Regions from separate parts of the Zea mays genome. Here regions 1 and 2 are each linked to region 3. A link is a contact called in public Hi-C data. All regions are on one chromosome and are shown on one strand. Each heading gives the region's core, a stretch centred on a gene start, on an enhancer-like site or on the middle of the called end of the contact. The rest is flanking DNA. Distances are from core to core; before and after follow the strand shown.

Region 1 (3,326 bases), core at 102-2,601, 180 kb after region 3:
CCCTCGCTATTATTTGTGAAGATAATGTAGCTTTTTACGTAGGTACAGATGGGCTATACGAAGAGGAATCTTATGGAACACATTAGCCCAAGTTCTTCTATGCACATAAATATCAAAATTTTATATACTAAGTCATGTGAAAATCTCACGGACTTGTTCACAAAGTCCCTTCTCGCATCATCTTTTGAAATGTGTGTTCGAGAGCATAGAATGACGAGGCTTAGAAAATTGTAGATCTCAAGAGGAGAATCTTCGCATACTCCTAAATAAATCATAACCATGAAGTTTAAAATACCAAAAATAATCTTGAGGGTTAATTAAAATCTAATTGAGTTGTACTATTTTTCTTTATGTGAGCTTTTATATAAGTTTCTCACTTAAGTTTTTTAACGAAGTAATTCATGCAACGTAAATAAGTGTCAATTACGTAGCCTTTTTCTTTATTTTTTAAGTTTTTAGAACATAAGCATCCTGCAGATGTTGAGTCAAGGGAGAGTGTTGAAAAAACTAATGAAGAAAAGAGGAGCATGCAATTCATATACGTAGAGCCCTAATTTTAGATATAAATGGAAAAACCTTCACTATATAAATCAGGACTAGAAATAGTGAAATACAACCAACAATATTATCTCTACTCCTATAAAGCACCAATATTCACGGTTCTGCTAACATTGTGTGTTGTCAAGTGACATCGGTTGTTATATCCCAGATGAAATGTGAGAAAACGTCTAAGCCCAACATGACATGGAGACGCACACGATATACTCGGATAGTACTGCATCACTAGTTAAAGGAGGACGAGTGTTCGAGTGAGTTATAAAAGTAGAACAAGTCTTCTTTTCAACTCATACTTTTCTTGGACTTTTGGCTATTCGTGGGCCATATGTCTAATTATTTTTTTGGAGGGTCTATTTTAATTTTAAATTCATTTTTGTATGGAACTATGGAAGGTTCATGACATTAGCTTGTCAGCGTGTCATATAGTCGTTAAACTATACTATCAAATGTGATTTATGTGTGGTCGTAATGCACAGAAATTATAATGGTTCTCATTTATCTTCTTGCATTCGATTTTATTTTCGTTAAAAGCTCCTGTACACGCTAGGCCTAAAAAAAACTTAAGGACACGGCACAATCATATCCCGGATTCTCCCACCCCCACGAAATCTGCCACCTCAGCTCGTGTCCTCTCGCTCGTTTCACGTGCTGCCGCGTCCGTCGTCGCCGCGTCGGCACCCACGAGGCGCCTCGCCATCGGAAGAACCCAAATCACCCCAGTCCCCACTCCCCACTCCATCCACCGTACACAACAAACAGACGCCGACCGCCGAACAATGGCCTTGTCAACGCGATAGCAACCGGCAACGGCAAGCAACCATCTGGGCACTCGGCTCTCCCCCCTCCCACGCTCTGCTCTCCGCAGCAAGCCAGCAAACAGTCTCCCGTGCCACCTCAGCCCGCTGCCTGCGAGGCTGCGACCTTCTCCCTTCACTCCCCTCGCCGACGGAGCAAACGGCGATCGGAAGTCGAGCGCCGTCACCTGAGGGACAGATGGCGGCGGCGGAGGGGCAGGTGAGGCGGGACATGTGGGGGCAGGAGTATCGGACGTCATCCGCCGACTGCGCGGCGGCGCTCGACGCCTACTACGCCGCCTTCATGTCCTTCGGCCGCGGCCGCGTGGCGGCCGTCCTCCGCGCCGCCGCGGCCGACCCGACCTGCGCCCTCGCCGCCGCGCACGCCGCGCAATCAGTCGCCCCCAGGGACCCCGCGGGGGCCGCCGCCTTCCTCAACGCCGCCGCGGACAACCTCGTGAGCTAGCGTCCTCCTCCCTTTCGACCACCTTCCCCTGCTCCACCCACTTTCGTTCCCTGGGCCAAGCCGACCACCTCAACCTGTGGTGCTTTTGCGCGCCTGCTTCCAGGGGAAAGCAACGGAGTACGAGAGGGCCGTTTTCGGGACGCTCTCCGTGCTGGTGGGCGAGAAGAGGGACGAGGAGGTGGCGATCGAGCGGCACTTCGAGGTTTGACATACCTTAATTTGTTGATTTTGGGGACTGGAAGGGTATACACTTCTGCTACTTCCGGAGTCAGTAAATAATATGGTCGTCTATGGCAGCTTCTCGAGCAATTCCCCAGGGATCTCCTGTCTCTCAAGAGAGCGCAGCTCATCTGTTTCTATATGGGAAAGCCAGATTTGTCCCTGAAATTCGTTCAACAAGTAAGCCAAACGGGATTCTTGTATTTACGGGCTTCAAAAGTTCAAATTTTGTGCTTGACTGAATGAAGTTGAAGCTGATATGGCATTTCTTTTTCACTTGATGTACTTGTGTTGATTCTTCCCAAGGAATATCAACAATGGTATCTTTGTATCAAAAGTAAGATCCAATAATTCCTGAGAGCATTATATGCTCACTGTTCCCTATAACTGCACGGTCATCTGTTGTTAGACAGGCTATAAGAAGGCTAAATGCTGAGTTGGAGGAGAGAGAGAGGAAAAGTGGGTTGTTACCTTACCGCCAACTTAGACACGAGAACAAAGAAATCTTGTGAGAGAGACAAGTGTGTCATACATTATTAATAAAGAGCTAACTATTATACAAGTGGGCTAAGAGGTTGGCTACAACAATCCTTGTAGCCAGCAGCCGGCTATATTATTAGCCTTGCTCTTAAAGAATCGTTGCCTATTTGGCTATTTGCACTCCTTTTCATCGTTTCCTGTAAACATTTTTACTATGCCAAATTGGTGCATTGCAAGAGCTTGTGAGTACCAATAATTAATTTTATTATGAAATTAGCACCCTGCCACCCTCTTGTATCAGCCTCTTTTGTTCACTAGATTTGTGGTACTCAATGCTTATCAGGTTTTGCCGAAGAATCAAGATCAGAATTTCATATATGGCATGCTTGCCTTCCCTTTGCTTGAGCTTGGACGGATGGATGAAGCTGAGAGAGCTGCTCGAAGAGGCTTGGCTATAAACAAGAATGACTTCTGGTCACAGCATAATGTATGTTCATGATGTGGTTGTAGTTAGTTTCAGTAGTTAAAAGCATCTCATACAGGATCTGTTCAGTAGAAATAGAAATGAAGGAATAGATATCAAAGGGTTCCTATCCAGGATCTAGTGTACTGACTAATACAATTTGTGATTTGAGATTAGCTGGATCTGTTGAAGATACATCATAAACTTTTAAAGTTTTGATGATTTCTGTGTAAAGCTAAGTCGATTCTACTTCTTTTTGAAAAATAAAATTCATTTCAGCAATTCAGCCTACATAGCATCTATAACCATGATCATACTAGCATGGCCCAGCAAAATAAGGAGTTTC
Region 2 (2,851 bases), core at 245-2,744, 200 kb after region 3:
GGAAGAGTCTGTCCCAGATGGTGGTGGAGGGTCAGCTACTGCTGATGCATTCCATTTGGATGAGAATCTGCTACTTAAGGTCTTGTAAGTTCGATTAGTTAAATATCTACTGCCGTTTGAGTTTGATTACCTGCTGCTGTTCAGACTTTACCCTTTAGAGGTGCTACTCAAGGTGGCTGCTACTCTGCTGTAATGCTGTTTGAAACGTTGAGTACTGCTAAATAGCTACTGCTGTTTGAGTTTAATACTTTGATTACCTACTGCTGTAGTTTTGTAGTTCTAGGACTGCTGTTTGAAGTATATTATATAGTATATAACTATACACTATAGTGTATATAACTATATATAATTATATATGTTCTGATTAGTACAGGTCGTTTAGGACAACTAGGTGGCCGACCTGTCACCAACTAATTGTCCTGGTCGACGTCCTAATCGTGATTACTTGCCTAATCGGTCACCATCAACGACCAGGTTACTTGAAAACCATGCTAGAGACTGAAAGGGGCTAGAGTCCTTTGAGTTCTGGGGGTGAAGATGCCAGATTTTGAGGAAGTACTTGTATTTGACGATGGAGAGGGTGCAGAAAGGCAAGTGTATTTTCTCTTGAGTTTTGATAATGTCCGTAAGAGAGATGAGATGATCAAGACTAAAACAAGCAGTCTGAAGAGATGTCGCACCTCCAGCGATGTTTAGAGCATGTACAAGGTTCTCCAGGGTATGTGACTCCTGTTCCTCTAAGAGCTGAGAACTGATGGTCTGCGCTGAACCATTAAGGTACTTCTACCAATCATTTATTGTGCATAATGTCATGGTAGGTTTGCATGTACTATTGGCAGATATTGTAGAACTAGACCATTGTTGCATAATTGTTTTATGGCGAACTGTTTTTTAGCATGAACCTTCTCCATTCTGTACCTCAGTTTTAGACTTGTGAACTAATCTTTTAGTATTTTCAATAGATGTTGGTAAAATCAGTCAGATATAAGTGAAGTAATGAAATTCAGGTTTTCCCATGGTGCAAAATAATTAAACGCCATGAATACCGAGCCATCAGTCAAAGAACCCTACCTCCTGTGGTGCTAACTAGCGTTCGTCAATTCGCTGATGCGGATCCCAGACTACAGCTCCGCAGGCTGGGTACTGAAAAAAAAGAAGGGAGTAGAAGAAAAGGAACTAAGGGCTTACAGCGGAGAGTGCAGAACTTGGCGGTGGGGGATGGGTCACGGCAGGAGGAGCCCAGCCGGAGGTCGTACCACCGGTTCGCCTGCGGCGCCGTGCTTGGCTCCCCGTTGCTGCTGCCGCTCGCCATCCCGCGCTGTGCGCCGAGCCCCTCGCCAGCAGCGGCGCTCGATTCTTCTATTCGATTCGGCGGAGGCGATCGGCGGAAGGCGGCGGAGCCGAGGAGGAAGACGTCGCGGGTACGGCCAGTGGGCCTGACCGCCTGAGGCTGAGAAGGGAGGGGGCGAGGGTGTTGCTATGGGCTAGACCTGTTCGTAGGCCACCCAACCAATCGGGCCTGATTCTGTTTACCTTTAACTCGATCCAACCTGACCAACGTATTACCCGTACGTTGGGGGAGTTCAGTTCATACAGTAATTTTTTACTCGTGCTCTAACCTGAAGAAATCGAAAGTAATTAGGTGCCGTTTGGTTCACTAATCGGCTGATTGGATGCGTGTATCCGGACGCGCGGCTCGGGTGGCCCTGGCTGACCTAGTACGGCATTTTTCTGTGTACGAGTGGATACAACCAAATAGCTATAAAATGACTTAATTTGTATCCGCTCATGCAGCCTGCGTCTCCCTTGTGCAGGCAACCAAATAGGAGCTGAGATAAAGTCAACGCATACGGTGGTCCAAGATGAGACGGTGCGGGTAACCAAACATACGGTAATTGTGTGTTTGGTTGCGGGACAGTCAGGACAGGGACGTCCCCTGACGTCTCCTCTCGTCCCTCCAATTTTGAGGGACAAATGGGGACAACACTGGATAGTTCTGTCCTAACTCCTGCCTCTGAACCAAACAACCTTATTTGAGGAATCGTCTCGTCCCGTCCTGGCATTGCAACCAAACACACCATAAATGTAAAGTAAACGGTAATGGTAACGATTTTCACTTGAATACCGGCGATAACAAATTTGAATAGGTCGATATCCATTTATAGTGTGGTATTCGATTACGGTTTGACTTAAACAAACATGATTTTACGTTATTGGTTATCCATTACGTTACCAATATGTGAACCAAACGGCATCTTATTGTAGTTGGGCTGCTGGGTGTACTTGGTCCATCCGTAGATTCTTCTAAATCTAATTCTGAGTTGGTACATACGAGCTAAGGACGTCTGTAACAGTCTATCCATAGTTTACTCAAAAATACAGTTTTGCACTGTAGACTGCACTGTTTTTAAAGTAAAATTTGAATATGGGTATACGGATGGGTAAGCTGAAAGCTAAAAGTTATCTGGTTAAAACTATAAGAATATAATAGCATGACAATATGATAAAAAGGGTGTCGTCGTAGCCTCTCTAATAAGTTGATTTGACAACAATGCCACTGTTAGTGACGGGCCTCCGCTTCGCTCGGCAACTTGGCCGCCTTCTTCAGAATTTGGATCACAAACTCAACAAACTTTATCTTGTGACAAATTCTTTGTAGCATCATAATAGCAAACTCCACCTTAAACAATGCATCATCATGCCGACGCCAACAGCCACCAGGGGTAACATGCTTCGTCATCATATCAACATGATTATCTTGAGTACTGATCTTGCATATCTTCACCAAACCCGGTGACGGGCCTCGTCGCAAGTTAGCCGCATTCTTCAGAATTTGGATCACAAACTCAAC
Region 3 (2,878 bases), core at 84-2,583:
GGAGGCAACCTAAACTCCGCTAAGAGAGAAAACTACTGGAAACCAGCTCAGAGAAGGCCTTCAACTTCAGAGTCGACATCTCGATTCCCAAAGATATGATTGGTTTTGTGCAAGTATTTTTCTCTCTCTGTACCATGAGTTTTTTTTCCCTATTTTCAACAGTCATGGTACCTAAAAACAGACAAGGATTGTCTGCTAGAGATTTGACGTTGTTCATTTAAGCATGACAAGCTTTCATATTCAAAACAGAAGACTCGGAAGACTTATCTTGAACTACAAACATATTCTTTCATTTGAACTATGTATTAATTGCAGTGAACAAGTAAAAAAACATACTCCTATCTGAGCAAACACTACTACACCTGACCATATGCAACATGAAGCTCTTTGTTTTATTTTCCCCTTTTCGAGATGCACATCGATGTTTCTTAGTATATTCTTCTCAAGATTCTTGGCATTAACATAGGTATGGTAGTAGTAGACAATGCGCCCGTATCTCAATGAAGATCCACCTAGTTGTCCAGCACTTCGAGATCCAATAGTATTTGACTGAGTACTTATATGACAGATCAACGCTAGTGGCACTATTTTATGAAGGAAAAACTACCTAGTATTCACACAAAACAAATGCCACCACGTTAACCTCCCAGCTTTCCTTTTTCCCTCATCAGGCAAATAGTCGAGCACGGGGCGTGCAACCTGGGGATCCCGCAACCCAGAGTCACAGTCAACGGTCAACACGTAAGACAAAGTACAGATAATAATTCAACGGCCATGCTAACCGGCAATCGGGGGCAAACAATTCAAATCAATTGGTCAGTGATTACCGCGCAGAGGACAGACTTGATGACGCCAGCGCAGGCCGCGTCAGAGATGTTCATGGCGTTGAACCTCTTCCGCAGCGCGGCGTCCGCTGCGGCGTCGCAGCAGCTGCTACTGCTGCCGCCCCCGCCGTAAGCGGAGCAGAAGCCCAGCGTCCTGTTCAGCGGCACCGGCGCCCCTGCAAAAACCAAACGATTCAGAACGCGTCCTCGAGAAGAGGGAGAAGCCGGAGGAAGCGATAGGCGCTCACGCCCGTCGGTGCACAGCGGGAGTGCGCGCACGGCCGGCGGCGACGACCAGGCGGCGAGGCAGCAACAGCAGCAGAGGAGGAGGAAGAGCGAGCGGCGCACGCGCGCCACGATTGGAGGCCTCCTCATCCGTGGCTGCTGTGCTGCGGCCTCCGGGTGCGCCTACAGCTCACGGGCATGGCCGAGCCTCGCCGCGTCGGGGAGCAGGTTGATTTATTGGAAGACCAGGGTAGGCAGGAGGCGGCATTGGCAGCATGGCATGTGAGTGTTGACCAAGTTGGGGTTTAAATATGGACGGCAATGGGAATAGAGACATTTGTCTACGGCTTCTCGCTGGAGCGACGGCGACGGGGTTGACTGAATGTGAATGTGATCATGTCATGGCAGAACGCTGCTACCAGACAAGTTCAGCTTAACACGTTTGGAAGTCTAAAATTTGATTTTCTTTTTCAAAATTCATAGATTTAAATTGTAAAGTTAGAGATCACTCGTATATTTAACTTTTTTCATTTAGGATTATTGTTGGTACGTAGCTGGTGGTGATAGAACTTAAATGTCACAACCGACTAGTTAGGTGCAAGTTGCTTAAGGCCCCGTTCCCTGCCTCATTCCGGCAGGAATGAATCAGCCCAGTTTAGAATCTGGTCCAGTCTCCTAGAGTTGTTCGTTTTGATCTAGGTCAGAAACAAACTCGTCTGATTTTAATTCCCATCTCTCAATCCTCGGCCTGGAACGAGTCCAGGTGATCTACCTTCCGGACTGGATCCGGATCTGGAAACGAGCTGGTGACAGGAATGAGTAACAACCCATGATTCACTCGATCCTGGACTGACTCTGTTACTGACCTGGCCTGGAATCCTGGGCTGCCGAACAGGGCCTAAGTAAATAAGTATAGAGTATAAAAACACGAAGAAATACGTTATCTGTTAGGTAAGTGAGTGTGAACGTCGGATTGAAGCCAATAAGCATGGTTTGAACCTTTATTTGTGTATAATTTAAACCTTTTTACCATTTATTAGTAGAGACTAGGCGACTATTACTATCAAATTCCAAAACCTATGAGGATGTAGGTTTTTAGAATCAACGTTAGAAAATATACGCGTACTCTACTACCAAATCTTTTATAATTTGTTTATTTAAATATTCTTCTCCGTGAACTCGATTGTCATATACTCCTGCGTCGAGCCGTTGACTCTAGAGGATGAATCAAGCGAACACCTGAAAAGTGAGAACTGAAATCAGGGTGTATACTGTTTGACTTTGCTTTCTCGAGGTCATCAAAAATCACCACGCATTTATATGTGGAGAACATCGTCAACTGATTACAGCGATCTATCTGTGGGACGAAACACAAAAGTCTTCAACAACACACAAGGAGATAAAAGCTATGCACGCAAATATTCCTGGCACATAACTAGAGACGGCAAAGGTCCTGTTTGGTAAAGGGCCATGCACGCAGTTATACTTTTTGACTGCTTTTTAACAGGGTAGTACTGAAATAAGTTTAAGAGAATAAGCCACTTTATCTTTATCACTTTGAATGACCGTTCAATCACATTTCTAATCTAAGAGATAAATGAGCTTGATTGAACACCTTTGAAAAACATATCCTTAGTCCATCCAACCACTCTAAGTCATATGCCTTTATTATTTTGATCCTCTCAACTCGATTGCTTAGTTTCTTTCAAACTTAGCTCCTAGAACACCATTTTCCATATCTAATCATTCTAACCATTCTAATGTGTTCCAAAATATTCCTAGAGCCTTTTAAAACTTATTCAAACACTCAAACCTCTCAAGGTTCTTTT

The links. Hi-C and Micro-C count contacts between places; a contact is called where the count stands out from the background.
Region 1: a contact with region 3 is called in a Hi-C map of root tip, with 4 times the contacts expected there. The contact joins the promoter of LOC100276965 here to the promoter of LOC103643833 in region 3. A contact is called at or near these places in 5 of 25 Hi-C or Micro-C datasets (ear, leaf, root tip and 1 more).
Region 2: a contact with region 3 is called in a Hi-C map of ear, with 2.5 times the contacts expected there. The contact joins the promoter of LOC100272267 here to the promoter of LOC103643833 in region 3. A contact is called at or near these places in 2 of 25 Hi-C or Micro-C datasets (ear and tassel).

What each region holds. Positions count from the first base shown.
Region 1 is chr1:268,974,941-268,978,266 of Zm-B73-REFERENCE-NAM-5.0, reverse strand. It overlaps LOC100276965, which reads left to right and starts at 1,351. Exons shown (of 13, transcript NM_001371583.1): 1 at 1,351-1,809; 2 at 1,922-2,020; 3 at 2,116-2,217; 4 at 2,861-3,004. The coding sequence starts at 1,552.
Region 2 is chr1:268,956,158-268,959,008 of Zm-B73-REFERENCE-NAM-5.0, reverse strand. LOC100272267 (RNA polymerase II transcription elongation factor) reads right to left here and starts at 1,494. Exons shown (of 4, transcript NM_001146755.1): 1 at 1,189-1,494. The coding sequence starts at 1,312.
Region 3 is chr1:269,154,016-269,156,893 of Zm-B73-REFERENCE-NAM-5.0, reverse strand. It overlaps LOC103643833 (HIPL1 protein), which reads right to left and starts at 1,333. Exons shown (of 7, transcript XM_008666991.2): 1 at 1,073-1,333; 2 at 828-1,000. The coding sequence starts at 1,199.